2 separate regions of the Mus musculus genome follow, and region 2 is linked to region 1. The links are chromatin contacts, called in public promoter capture Hi-C maps. All regions are on one chromosome and are shown on one strand. Each heading gives the region's core, a stretch centred on a gene start, on an enhancer-like site or on the middle of the called end of the contact. The rest is flanking DNA. Distances are from core to core; before and after follow the strand shown. Region 1 holds the start of Zar1l (zygote arrest 1-like). Region 2 holds the start of Stard13 (StAR-related lipid transfer (START) domain containing 13).

Evidence for each region. Capture Hi-C pulls out chosen DNA fragments and counts their contacts.
Region 2: a contact with region 1 is called in a promoter capture Hi-C map of adipose tissue, with 3 times the contacts expected there. The contact joins the promoter of Stard13 here to the promoter of Zar1l in region 1. A contact is called at or near these places in 1 of 115 datasets of contacts at active chromatin or transcription factors (bone marrow-derived macrophages) and 3 of 9 other capture datasets (adipose tissue, liver and pancreatic islet).

The regions. Positions count from the first base shown.
Region 1 is chr5:150,516,831-150,519,464 of GRCm38.p6, reverse strand. It overlaps Zar1l (zygote arrest 1-like), which reads left to right and starts at 1,306. Exons shown (of 4, transcript NM_001159693.2): 1 at 1,306-1,878; 2 at 2,405-2,497. The coding sequence starts at 1,306.
Region 2 is chr5:151,188,859-151,191,492 of GRCm38.p6, reverse strand. Stard13 (StAR-related lipid transfer (START) domain containing 13) reads left to right here and starts at 1,300. Exons shown (of 14, transcript NM_146258.2): 1 at 1,300-1,567. The coding sequence starts at 1,399.

The DNA of each region.
Region 1 (2,634 bases), core at 57-2,556:
CCATTTATATGGCAGTTTCTTTACTCATCTGTCATCTGATATGTAGGTTGCTTCCAGAGTTTGACTCTTGGATGAGGATGAGGGCAGAATCTCTTAATTGATTTCACTTTCTTTGCATATGCATACAAATAATGGGATTGCTAGGTCGGTGGTTCTATTTTTTAAAAAAAGGATAGGGCTGGAGGGATGGCTCAGCAGTTAAGAGCACTGGCTGTTCTTCCTAGAGGTCCTGAGTTTGATTCCCAGCAACCACATGGTGGCTCACAACCATCTATAATGAGATCTGAACTCTCTTCTGGCACGCAGGTATACATGCAGATATATGTTAAATAAGAAAATGTCTTTTAAAAGATATATTTATCTAGTTTTAAAAGGTATGTGTGTGGGCTGGAGAGATGGCTCAGTGGTTAAGAGCACTGACCGCTCTTCCAGAGGTCCTGAGTTCAATTCCCAGCAACCCACATGGTGACTCACAACCTTCTGTAATGGGTTCCGATGCCCTCTTCTGGTGTGTCTGAAGACAGCTATAGTGCACTCATATAAATAAAAATAAATAAATCTTTAAAAAAAAGTATGTATGTGCCTGTGAATGTGTGTCTATGTACGTGAGTGTAAGTTATATCCAGAAGAGGATGTCAGCTACCAGCTGGAGTTACAGGTGTTTGTGAGCCACCCAGTGACTGGGAATCCAAGTTGCTATGAGCACTTTGCAATATGATGCAATATGAACCACTGAGACATCTCTCCTGCCCTCCTATTTTTAAATCTTTATTTTTAATTATTATTATTATTATTTTTGATGGCAAGTGTTTCAAGACAAGGTTTCTCTGTGTAGCCCTGGCGGTCCTGGAACTCACTCTGTAGACCAGGCTTGCCTCCAACTCAGAGATCCACCTGCCTCTGACTCCCAAGTGCTGGGATTAAAGGCTCCACTACAGCACAGCCAATTGCTAATTCTTGAGGAGACTCCGTGTTAGTTTCCATAATACCTATACTAATTTATATCCTCACCCACTGATACCAGATCAACAAAGTCGTCACCAAGAGAATAAGTGAGTGAAATTACTAGTTAAAGCATGTGTGAAGAAGTCAGAAATGAAAAACAACCTTGAGAGAGAAAAAAAATTAGTGAGCACTGCTGATTGGAAAGGTAGGGAAAACAATTAGTCATCTCCTAGGTGACTTCAATTAGGGAGCTAACTGGCTGCTCCCGCTCTGGAATAAATTAAGAAACCTGGGTGAACCCGAATCAAATCTACAAAGAGGAAGAGGAGGGTGAGGGAGGAAACTCCCCCCTCCCCTCAAATGGAGCGTCTTTTCTGTGTTCCCTGTGGCTATGGGACCACAGACCCTTTGACCTACCCTGGCCCCTGGAGACACTGTCAACAGCAAAACTGGCCACAGAATATGGGAGCTCCCATTTTCCTAGCCAGGCTTAGGGTACCAGCAAATGTCTCGCAGTCCTGTATGAACCCTTACAACAGGGCTCAGCTTCAGGCCGTTTCCACTCAGATGGACCCCAACCTGAGTCTATGGCTACGCAGTGTCCACACCACGGAGGTGGGCGTACAGGTGAGCCTTCGAGTGGACAAGTCAGTGCAGTGCTCACAGGGGTCACAGACCCTCCACAGCAGCTCCCTCTCGGACAGAACCAGCTCCAGGAAGCCCACCGAAGCTTGGGAAGTAGGGCGGAGAGCCTTGATCCGGCGACCCCAGGATGGGGAAGACGAGGAAAGCCAGGAGGAGCTCACAGGACCTACAGAGGCCAGTCAGCTGCTGCTACCTACATGGAGCCGGGATCGTGAGGAGCAGTTCCCACGGCTGAAGGAATTGGGGGAGGAATATGCCCACAGCCCTCAGGACAGGAAGGGAAAGCAGGTATGTGCACGCGCAGAGCTCATTTGGGAAGCTCCGCTTTTAGCTGGCTTCTTTCTCTCTGCTCAGCCCCCCACCAGCAGGGTCCTCCCTCCTTCCATTTCCAGATCGGTAAGTGCTATTTCTACCTTTTCTTGGGCGAGGAAGGTGGCGTTCTGGAAGCATGTACTTTGTTTACATGGTCTGGGTGTTTTTCAAATTTTGGTAATATAGGCATGGAGCCTAATTTTAAAAAGTCTTGTCGTTATTTCTGGTGAAGATGAGGCCGACAGTAAGCTTCGAGTGTGTGAAAGGTGAACCTAGATTTTTATTTTTGGAGATGTTGCTGTTGGTGTTGCGGGAAATGGACAGGAAACATCCTAGGGCTGCGAGCCTAGAAGCTAAATTAACGGCTCTGTAGAGAATAGCTGAAAGCAAGGTCCAAGAAGTAGATGCTGTTGCGTTAAGCCATCAATTACGAAACAAGGATCTACACTCTTCTTCTCCTGACCCCCGTTAATAAAATACTTCCATTTGAATTTCTTTTCAGTTTTTGGAACTAAAATATGGCTATTTTCACTGTAAAGATTGTAAGAGGAGATGGGAGAGTGCTTATGTGTGGTGTATCTCAGGTACCAACAAGGTAAGCAAGTGTGAGAGGTGGGGCATGCGTGGGGGGAGGGGCACGGAGGCCTGGAAGGTGCAGGCGCATCAGTGGGAGATCTTTCCACCTCTTTGGCATAGATGCTGACAGGCATCGAGGATGTTTTTTTGTTTTTC
Region 2 (2,634 bases), core at 51-2,550, 670 kb before region 1:
GTGTGTGTGAACTCTATTCATTCAGCTCCAGGCTTAGAATTCAGTAAAGTTTCTTCTACCTTTTGTGGTGGTTGTTGTTGTTGTTGTTTGCATCAAACACTTCTAAAGAGGAAAAAACTGGAGAGGAGAAATTCTGACTGCTCTCATATGGTTCCTCAGCTATGGTTAAACTGACTAGCAGTTTCTTTCCCGGCACACTCTGGCTCTCCCCTGTATGCATGTGGACACAGAACTCTCCTGCAGAAAGAGCTCTCCCCAGCTTCTCCTGTCAGGACTCCCAGACTCTTGTTTCTGTTGTTGTTTGGTTTGGGTATTTTGGTTCTGTTTTTTAAAACCAGTCTCTCTGGTTATTTCTCTCAGAAATAATGTTCCGCTAGCCCTGTGGTAGACTTCTCTCTTGTTTTCTTCTTAAATTGAGACCGTTTCACATCTGACTACTTACTATAAGCCTTTATAAGCACTTACTAGAAGTTTCCACTATATTCCCATGGATCAGCAGCTTATACTGGGTCTTTGCAAGGCCACCTGCATCCTGTGTAGTGATTCCTGGCAGCGGCTTCAATATGACTAGCGCTTTGCAGTTGTTTAGTGGTGTTTAAAAACTGGGGGAAGTAGACAAATTAAAGGAGCGTGGCAGGGAGTTCAGGTTGTCTCTTTGGGTCTTTTCTGTAAAAGCCTTTGATGTCCCCATCCCATGTTGGTCCACAGGGTCTTTATTGACCTTTAGTGTCAAAATATGATCCAAAAGTTTGTTTTTCTTTGGAAACGTTTTATCTAATTAATTCCGTTGTAATGAGGCTAGTATTTTATACCCAGCGGCCCATACTTAACTTGAAATGGTGTGTTTCAAATACACAGCTGCAGGTAGCACAGCTATCTTTTTCTTTCTTTTCTTTTCTTTTTTCTTTTTTTCTTTCTTTTTTTTTTTTTTTTTTCAAATTAAACCTAGTTGCTGCTGGCTTTAGGAAAGCCAAAAACTCTTTCTCTAACTTTCATGACCTCAAAAGGTTCCTATGCCAGGGCTTGTTCGACCTCTCCTGTCTTCTGTGTCCCTCTCCTCTTTCAGCTCTGGGGTTGGGGGGCTTAGTCAGCCCCAGGCGCTTCCAATTCTCTATCAGCTTTAAGCGCAGCTTGAAGGAACTCCTCAGCTGCTGGTACAGCCTCGCGGTCGCGTTCGGCCGGGACACGCCCAATACTTTCTCCTTGTCCTATGATTGGCTCACGAGGTCACATGAGAGCCCCGAAGGGTTGGAATTCTGACTTGTGGCTTTTGGCACTCCTTTTTCTTTTTTAAAAATCGCTGGGTCTGTGGCTCTCTCCTGGGGCTCCATTGACTGAGGCTGGAGACAGCTGCGAAGAGCCACCGGCAGCTGAGGTGGCAGTGGAAACTCTCCCGAGATGTTCAGCCAGGTGCCCAGGACGCCGGCTGCAGGCTGCTACTATCTAAACCCCTTGACACCTGAGAGCCAGGAGATGTACTTGCGATTTGATCAGACTGCCAGACGCTCTCCCTACAGGATGAGCCGGATCCTAGCACGCCATCACCTAGTGACTAAAATCCAGCAAGGTGAGTTGCGGGCACTGCCAAGGTGCCGCTTATTTCTGTTGGCTCTGTCTTGTGCTGCTTACAAAGTTATTGTTTGCGCTGTACACCGCACGGATTCTTATGCCACGCTGCGTGGAACTCTTTCAGATAACTTTAGACTTCGGTTCTAAGCAGTCTGTCACAGCACCGAGCGCCTCATAACTAACGAAAATATCCCCAGTAGAACGTGAATCATGAATTCCTAATCCTCTGTGTGTCAACAGAGCAAATGAGAAAGGTTTACTCAGTGTGTGTCTTGGGGAGCTTTTCTGCAGGTAAACTCATACTGTGGTCATATTTAAAAGTGGACACTTGTTTGTTTAATTAGTGAGAGAGCTGGCGACTAATGGCCCAGCGTTTATAGTACATCTTCATTGAAGGAAAACAGTAAGAATCTAAGCTTAAGGCCATTGGACTGACAACTTGAATTACAGTCTCTTCCTGTCAGTGTGCTTGTGTGCATAGTCACCACTGATTTGTTGACACCGTTTTCTTGCTAAAGGATAAATGTGACTCTTCACCTCAAAACAGAGCCTATGACTACACACACTTAGGAGCACTGGTTTCCTAAGGCAGGTTGACAGTACTGATTACAGGCTGCTAAGTGATCCTTTTCTATTCTCAAGGGAAAACATTAAAAACTCTTGTACCTCAAACATTAATAAAACTCATGGATTTTTTTTTTAAGGCTTAAAGCTTATGACATGCCCTGTGTGGTACAAATTTGAAGATACCCATTTAAGAGACAGACACATCCATCCACAGTCAGTAAATAGTCACCTAGCTCTTAACTACAAACCTAACTAAACTATTACATTGGCCCTACCAGGAATTTTCAAGAGCTATTATGAAAATACCGTTCCCAGTTAGATAAATGAATTTGAGATTATATTGAATTTTAGAGGGGAAGTTAAAGTCTGTAATCTTAAAAGATCTCACTGTAATGTCTCCAAAAGGAACAATACACATTCTAGCAGCGACATTTAATGAGATTGTTTCCTTGGAAATGGGCATTTGTTTGCGAAGGTTCAGGAACTGGCTATGTGTGA